2 separate regions of the Mus musculus genome follow, and region 1 is linked to region 2. The links are chromatin contacts, called in public Hi-C maps. All regions are on one chromosome and are shown on one strand. Each heading gives the region's core, a stretch centred on a gene start, on an enhancer-like site or on the middle of the called end of the contact. The rest is flanking DNA. Distances are from core to core; before and after follow the strand shown. Region 1 holds the start of Ndufs1 (NADH:ubiquinone oxidoreductase core subunit S1). Region 2 holds the start of Maip1 (matrix AAA peptidase interacting protein 1).

Region 1 (6,556 bases), core at 4,045-6,544, 5.8 Mb after region 2:
GTTCACCTCCTACCAGTACACTGGGAATTTTGTTTGTTGATACAAGGTCTTATTATTAATCTTGGCTAATTTTGAAGCAATTCCCCTGCCTCTGCTTCCTGGGTGCTACCACAACTAGTTCCAGCACACTCTCTCATGATATGTATTTTATGTGCATCTTTGAGGAGCTTTGTTCTCTCACAGTCCTACAATTGCTTGTATTATGCTTCTATCCTAAATGTACTATGAACTTGTGACATCTTCCTTTCAGTACCAGTTCCCAAAAGCTAGTAAAGATAGGCTTTAAAACAATGGACCTATGTTGTTTTGGGTGTTTTAGAGGCCTAATCTTAGTTATTTGGGACACCAAAGCAGCAGGATCCCATGTTCCCAGACTGCGAGACCCTGACTCAAAAATGGAAAGGTAAGTGGAGAGGCTCAGAGGTTGAAGAGCACTTGCTGCTCTTGTGCAGAAAACCTGGTTTCAGCTCCCAGGGCCCAAATGATGGCTCCCAAGCATCCAGAACTGCAGTTACTAATGTCCTCTTTTGATCTTTGCAAGTACCAACTCACACACACAGCACACATGTAAAAGCAGGCAAAGCACTTATACGAAAAGAGAATAAGCTGGGCACAGTGGTACACACCTTTAATCACAGTGCCTATGAAGCAGCGGCAGGCAGATCTCTGAGTTCAAGACCAGCTTGGTCTACAGAGTGAGTTCCAACAGCCAGGGCTATATGGAGAAATCCTGTCTCAAAAAATAAAAACAAAAACAAGAAAATAAAATAAATTGTTTTCAATTTTTTTTTAATTGAAAGTAAAGTAAGGGACGGAAATGTGGCTCAATGGTACCAAGTGTGAGACAGCCCTAGGTTCAATAACCAGGACTGAAAAAAATTTAAATGAAGGGCTAGAAAGATGGCTCAGAGGTTAGAGTAATGTATCAGCCAAGCTGTCTGTAACTCTAGTTCTAAGGTATCTGACACCCTATCGTGCCTCTGTGGATACCAGGCACATATATTGTACATAGACATGAATACAAGTAATACATAAATAAATAACTAGGTATAAAACATTAAAAAATAAAACAATGATTCTCCTTTGTCCAACAGGGACCGAGGGAGATTACATGAGAGCTCATGTCTCTAGCTGCATATGTAGCAGAAGATGGCCTAGTCAGCCATCACTGGGAAGAGAGGCCCCTTGGTCTTGCAAACTTTATATGCCCCAGTACAGGGGAATGCCAGGGCCAAGAAGTGGGAGTGAGTGGGTAGGGGAGCAGGGTGGGGGTGGGGGTGGCTATAGGGGACTTTTGGGATAGCATTTGAAATGTAAATGAAGAAAATATCTAATAAAAAAAAGAAAAAGTTCTTTGATGAATATGAACAAAACATGTTATATAAGATTCTCATAGAATTAACAAACTTTTTCTAAGTTTAAACAAAGCCTGGAATGTGGACAAATATTTCTGTTAATGAAATATGCTGTACTTCATTAGACTATAATAATGTTCAAACACAATCACAAAATTTTATGGTTTATGTGTAGTTAGAAATTTTTAATTATAAATATACACATATATTGACTTAAAAAAATGTATCAACATTAAAAAAATAGTAAAAATGTTTCAACAGGTGGTGGCGCACGCCTTTAATCCCAGCACTCGGGAGGCAGAGGCAGGTGGATTTCTGAGTCGAGGCCAGCCTGGTCTACAGAGTGAGTTCCAGGACAGCCAGGGCTATACAGAGAAACCCTGACTCGAAAAACCAAAAAAAAAAAAAAAAAAAAAAAAAGTTTCAACAGTAATAGCAGTTCTAATAGTAAATAATCCCAAAACATATTTTTTTTTCCCTTTTTAATTTAAAAAAAAAAAAATGTGAGGGCTGCTGGAGAGATGGCTCGGTGGTTAAGAGCACTGACTGCTCTTCTAGAGATCCTGAGTTCAATTCCCAGCAACCACATGGTGGCTTACAACCATCTGTAATAGAAGCTGATGCCCTCCTCTGGTGTGTCTGAGGAGAGCAACAGTATACTCACATAAAATAAATAAATCTTTAAAAGAATGTGCCAATGTGCCGGGCGTGGTGGCGCACGCCTTTAGTCCCAGCACTCAGGAGGCAGAGGCAGGCGGATTTCTGAGTTCAAGGCCAGCCTGGTCTACAAAGTGAGTTCCAGGACAGCCAGGGCTATACAGAGAAACTCTGTCTTGGAAAAACCAAAAAAAAAAAAAAAAAAAAAAGAAAGTGTTTGTTCTGTGTTTTGTCTGCATGTCTATTCACCATGTGCATGCCTGATGTCCAAGGAGGCCAGGAGAGGTTATCAGATCCTCTGGAACTGGAGTTACAGACAGTTGCTGAGCTGTCATGTAATTTTAGAGAATCAGATCTGGGTCCTCTGAAAGAACAGTCTTAACTACCCAGCCATCTTTCCAATCCCAAAGGTATGGCCTAGGCTGGTCTTGAATTCATGATCCTCCTGTCTGTGCTTCTTGAACATATCCTACTGGCATGTGCTACTACAACTGGCTTTTAGCTATGTAAAGACCAAGCTGGCCTGAAACTCAGAAATCCACCAACAGACCTCTGCCTCTCAAGTGCTGAAATTAAAGGCATGCACTACCACTTCAGATAAAATAGAATCCTAAACATTAAAGTCTGTAGTTATTATAGATGACATATAATTAAACATTTCATTAACTCATAATTTATTTAACTAATTCTTTAATAATGGTAATCTACAATTTACAATACTGAATTTGCAGATACCAAGTCTGTTATCCACTAGGCATTGGTTCTTTACCTATAAAGCAAATCTACAGTTTCCCAGGGTGTAATTACTAGGTCAGTAATTGCCAATAATAAAACAAAGAAAGGGCTGAAGAGATGGCTCAGTGGTTAAGAGTGCTGACTGCTCTTCCAAAGGTCCTGAGTTCAAATCCCAGCAACCACATGGTGGCTCACAACCATCCTAACAAGATCTGACACCCTCTTCTGGAGTATCTGAAGACAGCTACACTGTCCTTACATATAATAAATAAATAAATCTTAAAAAAAAAAAAAAACAAAGAAATAAAAAACAAAGAAATAATAAAAACTAACATCAATTTAATCAGTAATGGCTACTGATAATCAGTTGTATACTGTTCTTCATCTGTGTCCCTTTTCCTTATTAAAAACACGCCATGTATATATTTTATTATTCTACTTACTAAACTTGGGCTGAGCAGGTAGCTTTAGTGCAAGGCCTAAAACGTAAAGGTAGGCTGCATTGGGCTGTATGCAGAGTACAAACAACAAACAAGCCCACAATACTAAATTGAAGGTAAATTATCGATTTTGTTACCTACTAGACTGTAAGTTCCTTGACAAAAGATTTGGTTATTTCTCTTTTCTGAAGACTAGCAAGTCCCCAAATAGTTTTGCACCAAATTCCAGAATGAGCAGTACATAGCTCATTTTTAACAAGTACTGATGAGGCCAAGCACAGGGCCAATGCTTGTGATTCCAGCACTGGGAAACCTAAAGCATGAGAATCATGAATTTGAGGCCAGCCTGATCTACACCCATGAAGCTTCATCCCATAAAAACAGCCTGCACTACATCAAGAGTTTGGGGATAACCTGGCTTCTACACTGTACAGTTTGTTTTACTGGGGTTTTCTACTTGGTGGGGTTTGTTTGTTTGTAGACAGACCTCATGTACCTCAGACTGGCTTCACACTTGCTATGAAGTCAAGGATTAACTTGGACTCCTAAACTTCAGGCCTCCACTTCCCAAGCAAGGAGCAGAATTATCAACACGCACCACCATGTCCAGATTGGTATATATTTTACTGTTGTTGTTGTTGTTGACATTCATTTACTTACTCCGTGAGTGTCACCATAAACACACAAGGAGGTGGGTGGGGCGGGTGCCTGTGAAAGTTAAAGGACACCCTTTGAAAGTCAGTTCTTTCTTTCCATCAATGTGGGTCCTGGAGATCTAACTCAGGATGTCAGGATTGGCAAGCATCATTTCCAACTAAGATCTTTCCCAGCTCTAATATGTATTTTAGACATAGTATCTACCAAATAGGAACAAAAATAGCCAGTCAAGTCAGGGATGTAGCTCAGTTAGTAGAGTCCTTACCTAATCACACACAAAGTTCTCCGTTCAATCCTCACATCTCAGCCTCCCCTTTCTGGAATTACAGACAGGTACCATCATCACACCCTGGCTCTAATATCTTGGCTGTATCTTATAAAAGTAACTTTCTAAAAGGCGCTGATGAGCTGGCTTAGAATATTAGATTTAGTGATGGGGTGGGGGTGGATCCCAGAAATCTGTTTGGTCTTACAGACATGAACCTCACAAACTTGAAGACACCGCAGCTTCCTGATCTGCAGCGGACTCCAGGCTAACTTTTTAAGATTCATTTTTAGTTTATGTGTGCATGTGCTTATCTGTGTGTGGGTAATGTGCACTTCTAAGTGCCGGTGCTCACAGTCCAAAAGAGAGTGGAGAATTCCCTGATAAGGTTACATGGCAGCTGGGAGTCTTCTGACTGGGCTAGTGGGAACCGAACTCGGATCCTCTCTGCAAGGCACTCTTAACCGCTTGACTCTCCCTCCAGCTCCGACTGAGCTAACTTTTAGTTTTTGTCAGTTCTCCCCGTCGGTGGAATGAATAAAATACTACCCAACATGATCACCGGGCTAGACAAAAACAAACAGTAGCGTGGACAGGTTCAAGACAGCAACTAAACCGATGCCTGAGGTTTAAGTCTCTCGTGACCCTGGGAGATGAACCGGTCTCCTGATGACAGGGCCATCTCCTGTCTTCCCCTGCAAAGAGAGAGTAGCTCGCAAGCCCGGACTCCCAAAGGTCTCCTGATCGGCTTAGGCTCCATCAGACCAGAAACCAAGGCTCATAACCCTCACCTGCCGGCTCTCCCGGGTTCCAGAGGTGGCGGGGCAGGAGCTGGTACCCAGTCAAGGGCAAGAGGAGAACGGCTTGTCTGACCTATGGGATGCAGACCTGCCAAAAAAGAAAACACCACTCGAAGCGCTTCAACTTGCCCACTTCAACGCGTCCTCACCTTTCCTCCGGAGCCCACCGAGTAGTTCCGCGGACCTGTCCGGGTCTCCCTGACCCCTCAAAACCCTGGCCGCTAAGTCAATATGGCGGCCACGGCAACCTCTGTCAGCCCGACCTGGAGGACGGAAAGCCAGGAGGGACTAGAAACACAGATTCGACTGTTTTTCCCCGTCTTCGGACCTGTTCGGCAATTTCCGAGAGCGAGCCCGGGAGGAAGCGGAGAAGACGACTTGGACCTGCAGTTCCGCCGGAAGTAGCCGAGGCCTTGCGTCCGAGCGCTTTCGTTCAACTCCGGCTCCTCAGAGGGCGTTTCCCTTCGTTTCGGAGTCCTTGGAGCGAAGGCATTTTAAAATGCCTCCTTTATTAATTTTCTTCCAAAGACAAGGGAAGGCCGGCGGACGACCTGTGGGCCCTTTAGTTACCAAGTCGCAGTGGTACGCGGAGGACCGAGACTAGGAACGGACCTTGACCTTTAACCTCTAGCCGGGGCGGCGGAGGGAAACGCCTCCGTCTCTATATAAGGAGTTTTCCGGACGCTCTGGGTCCTTTTTTTCCCTCAGCGCTGGCCGCGGCCTCCCGGCGCTCTCGTCCTCCGCTTTTGCACAGCTCCCCGTTCCAGCCTTCGCCATGGGATTCGGAGACCTGAAAACCCCTGCCGGCCTCCAGGTGCTCAACGATTACCTGGCGGACAAGAGCTACATTGAGGGGTGAGCAGGAGCCGAGAGGCTGGGGGGCCGGGGCCACGTGGCGCGGGCTCGGCGGGAAGGAAGCGGGTCTCCGGATGCTGGGGGACGCCGAGTCAGTGCTCCCGGGGCCGGGATGCCAATGGAGCGGGACCTCCCGGGAGGGGCTGCCAGCATTATAATTGAGATGATGCTTGCTCTCCGTGTGCCCACGTCCAGCTGGTTCTTCCGCGTCTTTGGACAAGTTAGTTTGTTAGTTGAAACCTGTGGCAAGTCTGGTGGGATGAGTTCTCCTGGGTGGCAGATAGTTCTTGGGCTTGCCTAGATTCAAACATGTTCTGTGTCCTTTCAATGAGAAGCAACTTAGGCTAGCCCTGTAATTGTTCTCACTAGTTAGCTTGACGGATATGGGCTATGTCATTTACCAGCTAGTGTTTGTGTCTTTTCTTTTAAAGGTCTGTGCACTTGTTTTTGTGTCACTGGCAGGTACGTGCCATCACAAGCAGACGTGGCAGTATTTGAAGCAGTTTCTGGTCCACCACCTGCTGACCTGTGTCATGCCCTACGTTGGTATAATCACATCAAGTCGTATGAAAAAGAAAAGGCCAGGTAAAGGTATCTTTGTGCTACCTGGATTTTCACATGCAAAGTAGGGACCGGGTTAAAGTTGGCTTTAGCATTGCTGACCTAGTGTGAGCTGAATTTCTTTGTGACCTTACAAGGCCAAGAGACTGAAGTCCTCCATTTTCTCACAGAACAGGTAGAACATGGACAACCGCAGTTCACCTTTCCCACACCTCTCTGATCATGTGCTTT
Region 2 (6,171 bases), core at 640-3,139:
TTATTTTCTGTATGGAACTGTCACTGAATTAAAAATCGCTCTGTTATAAAGTAAACATGTAGTTTGTAAGCCATATCAAGAGTTAAATCACTTGGTATAAACCAGTTGGCTGCTATGTCAATACACCCTCACCAAGGGCGAATTATCAAAGCTTCTTAACGATGGGCAACATATGTGGTCAAGAATTAGTTATCTCAGTACAGGAATGAATGACATGACTACTGATGAAAAACTGTTTTTTTTTGTTGATTTGCTTTGTTCCACTTCTAGCAGACTTACAGCAACTGAGGTGAGGTAGGAAGACAGGGAAATTTAAGGACATGGGATAGAAAGGTCCTCACCCTGCAGTCTAAAGTCTCTCACCAGCTGAGAGGTAAGAATTCAGCACAACTAGTCAGGATGTAATGGCACATACCTTTAATCCCAGCACTAGGGAGGCAGGTGGGTCTCTGTGAGCTTGAGACAGCCTGATCTACAGATCAGAATACCAGGGCAAGTAGGGCTACACAGAGATACCCTGTCTCCATAATAATAATAATTCCAGCACAATTAAAAAATCTTGCTGGGAGGTGGCCTACATGGAGGTATTTCTTTTTATAAGTAAGAATATTATAATAGTAACAAATCATGTCTAAGGCCAAAACGCATATGACCAGGTACGGCTTATCACCTTTCCTGTAAGATAGTTATTTTCTAGGATTCTCATGAGCAAGATTAAAGCTCCACCAGCAGTAAAAGACTTGTCTTTTTATATTTTGGGGGTTTTTTTGGTTTTGTTTCTTCTTTGTTTGTTTTTGAGACAAGATTTCTCCATGAAGCCCTGGCTGTCCTGGGACTTGCTCTGTAGATCAGGTTGGCCTGGAACTCAGAGATCTGCCTGCCTCTGCCTCCTGAATGTTGGGATTAAAAGCATGTGCCACCACTGACCTGTAAAAAAAGACACATCTTAACCTCCTTGTGCAATGTTAGTGAACCATGGTTTTACCTGATCAAACTATAGTATTAGCCCAAAGCATCTCTCTTGAAACATGAACTACAACTTCTTAGTAAACTTAAACTCTGCCTTATATTGACTCAATTAGAAATTCTTCTAGGGTCATCAGTAATCCTGTCTTCTCAAAGGAACACTTCAGGCTGCTCCAGCAGCATAGCGTAGCTGTAGCTACAGATCCTATCTTACTACCACTAATATACTTCAGAGACTTTTTCCCTTAGAATAATCGCCAGAATCCTTACTCTGTTATTCTGATACTTGGACTTTCTTGAAAAGTCCTGAGAGCAAACTTATTTTCTTTTCTTAAATCTAACTGCTTTCTGCTACTTCTTTCTTTAAAAACTAAAGGGAGCCGGGCGGTGGTGGCGCACGCCTTTAGTCTCAGCACTTCGGAGGCTGAGGCAGGCGGATTTATGAGTTCGAGGCCAGCCTTGTCTACAGAGTGAGTTCCAGGACAGCAAGAGCTATACAGTGAAACCCTGTCTCGGAAAAAACAAAACAACAAAACAAAACTAAAGGGCTTAATCCTTAATTATGATTCTGGCTTAAATCAAGGAATGACTTGTACCAGAGGAAACCTACGAGACGATTTCCATTGGTTTCCCTGTTGCAATCCTTCATTAGACTGAAATATCGAGTTTCAAAAATCTAATATCTCGAAATACTCCAGGGGCTGTTAGGACCAAGCAAGAGAAGGGCGAGGGATCCTGAACTAGACTTTAGGAAAAACTCCATAGAAAGGGAGCACGTGAGGTCAGAAAGCCACACGCGCGACCTCTCAGTGAGCTTCGTGCCACCCAGCTTTCTCCGGTCATCCTGCTCCCCAAAAATGTGGGGCCGTTTCTCTCCGGGGCTTTGAATTCCCGAGCAGGGCTACAGGTCCCTTCCGCTCACTCCCTTGACAGCAGAGCGCCTTCTCTTCCCCCGAACAATCTCTGGGTTGCAGGAGAGCAGATGGGCCGCCAGAAGGTACCGGGGTGTCTCCCCTGCCTTTCCGCGGCGGGCCTCCTCACCTGTGGATAAAGATGCTCCATGAACTGCTCCCGGGAGACGCCCCGCAGCCGGGGTACCGGAAGACGCTGCTCAGCCATGGTGAAATTCACAGGCCTGGGAATTTGGACGAGTTCTTCCACGCGTGATTTCCCCTGGAAACACTACTCCGGAAGAAATGGTCCGCGTAGGTGACTGACCCCAGAGGGCGGCGGCTGGTTCGAAGTGCGCACGGCGGGGAGCCCGAGGGCTTCGGCCTGGGCTGAGGGCTAACACAGCCGAAATGAGAGGACTCACCCGAGGCGGCGGCAGCGAGGCGGCCTTGGCTCCACTTCTCCAACCCCGGCGAGCTGGTTTCCCTCCGGCCTGCTTTCAGTACTGCACAGGCATGCAGAGGTGAAAGGTCACAAACATGGCGCTGGCCGCCCGTCTCCTACCTCTGCCCCTGCTTTCCCGGCCGCTGCCCGGCCCGGTCACCCGACTCCGGACTCTCGGTAGCACCGAGGTGAGGCTGACGCTGACTGAAATTTGCTGCCTGTGCCGCCGTCGCCTGGGCTCAAGCGCGGCTCCGATCCCTCGCTACACTCGGGCCTGGACAAGCCCTGCGTTGCGTTCCTGGAGCTCCCGAAGATCCCTTCTCGGCCGGGTAGAACATCCTCCAGCCCTCGCTTCTTTACCCGCTAGTCCCAGCCGCAGCTACAGCACCGAGGAGCAGCCCCAGCAACGCCAGAGAACCAGAATGATCATTCTGGGATTTTCCAATCCCATCAACTGGGTCCGGACTCGAATTTACGCCTTCCTTATTTGGGCCTATTTCGACAAAGAGTTCAGTATCGCTGAGTTCTCTGAAGGGGCGAAGCAGGTTTGTTTGCTCCCCTAACTGACCTCTCTGCCTCGTGCATTCAGCGTTTCCGTGATCAAGTGTTTAGCCATGAAGTTTCTTCATTGCGACCCGTGGTATCCAACGATGGTAGTGACCTAGACACTGAATCTTTCGGCCACTTCAGGACTTTAATAAGCTTCTAAGTGTGTTCGCATGGTCGTCAGGGAGGAGGGGTTCATTCAAGAAACTAGGATGAAGGCCTAAGTTCAAAGCCTGTTTGTCAGTGCCACTCTAAAATTAGTTAATCCTTTGGGTATGATTTTTCCAGAATTAGAAGATTAGAGAAGACAGTGCCTGGCACACATAGTAGGCACTTCATAAGTATTTGTTAAGTAAATCGAATGGAGTAAGTTATGGTGAGGAATAAGATAACACTGCCAAAGTAATAACATATCATTTCAGGTACAAAGGCAGTTTCCTACCAGCTGTTTGACAGATCTGAATTGCCTTCTGCATTCTCTACCTATATATTCTGTCAAGGATAAGAGTTTGCTGAGGCTGCTGGTCTACTTAGTGTCCAGGTCTAGCACACTGGTGATTCCTAGCTCTGACTTTGCCCATCGTGACCTTTCTGAATAGCAAGTGATGTTGCCTTAACAATGGTCACTTTGAATCTCAAGATCATTGACACAGTTTGTGTGTACATGCTTTTCTTTCCAGGAAGACTTTTTAAATCTCCTTTCATTTTCTTAGGTTGTCAGTCCCTAGCATTTCAAAACTGTTGATTAATACAAAGGTAGAAGTCATAGTTTATTCTCCAGTTCATACTGGAATAGACCATCAGGATAATAATTTAACAACATTGACTATATGCTGGTATTTTTAATTTTACTTCTGACTTATTCAGATTTTCCCCAATTCCTAGCCATTTATACCCAACTCATGTAGTTGTAAATGAGTTCTCAACTTCGTGTAATCTGGGGCAGTATTAACTCCTGTCTCCCTGGGTCCACTCTTAGCTAATATATATGTTTGCTCAAAAATAAAAGTGAGCAAGCTTGAGTGATAATGCCTACCTAAGTATGAAGATAGGGTGAATTTGCTAGTCTGTTCTCTGTGTCAGTTGTGCACAGAGGGGTAAAATGGTGGGATCCTACTCCTTACTCTGCAGTGTCCACACATGAGTCTGCTCCATCACCCATACATAACTACACTAGTTCAGGAATGGAAATCATCATATGACGTCAAATTGAAAAGGCCTCTTGTCCAATCCTTGTTTAGACACGATGAACCCAGGTGTGCTGGCGAGATGGTTCAGTGGCTAAAGAACATCTTTCAGAGATCCTAAGTTCCATTTCTAGCACCTACAAGGTACCTCATAACTAACTCTAGTGTGGAGAGGATCTTACCAGGGTAGCCTCATTATTCATTATTACATTTTAGAGCAGTTTGCTCAGGTATGATCTTGACCAACCAAAGTAGAGACGAGGGTTCTGCATAACGGTTATAGTTCCTAATATCTGGATTATCATTCATGCTGCATGTGAGAGCTTTCCAAACATAGGAGATCCCTGCCCCAGAGTGTTCAGGGAGACCTTGAATTTGGGTATGTGCATGTTCTCAAAAGTCATCTGCATTGAATTGTGGTTGTTTGCTAGGGCTATTATAGAGGGTGTCTCAGACTAAACAGCTTAAACAGAAATATTCCAATATCTAGAGATGAGAAGTTTGCCTTCTCCTCAGGCCGCTACATTTGTTTATGTCTGGCATCTCTAAACATTTCCTCCTGTCATAAAGGTACTGATGATACACTAACCAGCTTTTTATTATTATTATTATTTAATCACTTCTTTAAAGGTGTTGTCTCCAAATAATATCATATCCCAAGGTCTTAGAGTTTAGGGCTTTACCATGACCATGGCAGAGAGACAGTTCAGCTAGTAATCATTTGCAGTTCTCTGTTGCACGTGCTCGCTTTTCTCCAGCCAGTAGTCAGGTTTCAGCTACTTCCTTTATGGAACCTCTGTGGTCCTCCAAGATTAGATAGTTCTCTCTTATATCTTAAATTCTTGAACTTGTTGGCTAACATGTCTTCTCTCAGCTGGCTTAAAGCTCCTGAAATACAAGTGGGATCTGAATGTATCAGCTTTTTCTCATTGCTGAGTGTGGAGAATTGTGGATTCTCTTCCCCCTTCTTAAAATAAGACCTTATACCTCAGGTTGAGAGTCACTGTCTTAGATCATAAGCTATTTCTCCTTTCTCCCACTTTTCTAAACCTAACATATATCTTAGAGAGGTTCTGTCTATAATCCAGATCTCCAGACTTCAAGTACAATCTAGACTCCAGAGTGTTTTACTTTCTAATTGCTGTCTGTAAATGATTAAGAGGTATATCATAGTTGTTTATATCATCATTTTAAAATAAAATAGAAGGTAATTTTTTATTGAGATATCTAGTATATATGCCACATACTGTCATTTCCCAAGACCTAGAAATGGATTCATAATTTGTAGTCAGCTCATTTGTAACTGTATATGCGGGCAAGCCATCTGAGAAAAGGCAATCAACTTAAAAGCAGTCATGTCCAACATTATTGTAATAGTTTTTGCTATCACGTTTACCATAAAGCAGTTTTTGCTCTACTAACCATTTAATTATGAATGTGGTATGCTATTTTATGTGATGTTTTGAAATAACTGTCATCTTTACATTCCTGTTTTTTCAAGGCTTTTGCTTATGTATCCAAGTTGCTGTCACAGTGTAAATTTGATCTATTGGAAGAACTTGTAGCCAAAGAGGTAAAGTGTTCTTTTAATTTAAAAAGTCCATGATTCTTGGCATAGACTGATGCATGCATGGCTCCATTTCTGCTTTCAAACAGAACATGCGCCAACAGAGGGTGTCTGTCCTTAATGGTACTTCCGGTCACAAAAGTTGCAACAACTCCGGGCACTTAGCAGCATAGATAGGCAAATGGTGTGCTTGCCAGTTGTTCTTATGTGTAACGTTCTATCAGGAATTGCCTAGTTGAATACCTAGATGCTTTTCAGTTTTATTTCTGAGGATGAGTAGATAAAGTATTTTAAAATTAAGTCTTGAAAAATTCCGTTCTAAGAAGGAGCGAAGTATCCACACTTTGGTCTTCCTTCTTCTTGAGTTTATTGTGTTTTGCAAATTGTATCTTGGATATTCTAAGTTTCTGGGCTAATATCCGCATATCATGTGTGTTCTTTTGTGATTGGGTTACCTCACTCAGGATGATATCCTACAGATCCATCCATTTGCCTAAGAATTTCATGAATTCATTGTTTTTAGTAGCTGAGTAGTACTCCATTGTGTAAATGTACCACATTTTCTGTATC

Evidence for each region. A called contact is a pair of places that touch in the nucleus more often than the background predicts.
Region 1: a Hi-C map of CD4 T cells shows a contact between it and region 2, with 4 times the contacts expected there. The contact joins the promoter of Ndufs1 here to the promoter of Maip1 in region 2. A contact is called at or near these places in 2 of 39 promoter capture datasets (liver and pre-B cells) and 1 of 484 Hi-C or Micro-C datasets (CD4 T cells).

What each region holds. Positions count from the first base shown.
Region 1 is chr1:63,171,528-63,178,083 of GRCm38.p6, forward strand. It overlaps Ndufs1 (NADH:ubiquinone oxidoreductase core subunit S1), which reads right to left and starts at 5,295. Exons shown (of 19, transcript NM_145518.2): 1 at 5,059-5,295. Eef1b2 (eukaryotic translation elongation factor 1 beta 2) reads left to right here and starts at 5,304. Exons shown (of 6, transcript NM_018796.3): 1 at 5,304-5,764; 2 at 6,227-6,349. The coding sequence starts at 5,685.
Region 2 is chr1:57,404,377-57,410,547 of GRCm38.p6, forward strand. It overlaps Maip1 (matrix AAA peptidase interacting protein 1), which reads left to right and starts at 1,890. Exons shown (of 5, transcript NM_001081181.3): 1 at 1,890-2,846; 2 at 5,536-5,607. The coding sequence starts at 2,397. It overlaps Tyw5 (tRNA-yW synthesizing protein 5), which reads right to left and starts at 2,298. Exons shown (of 8, transcript NM_001037742.2): 1 at 2,008-2,298. The coding sequence starts at 2,085.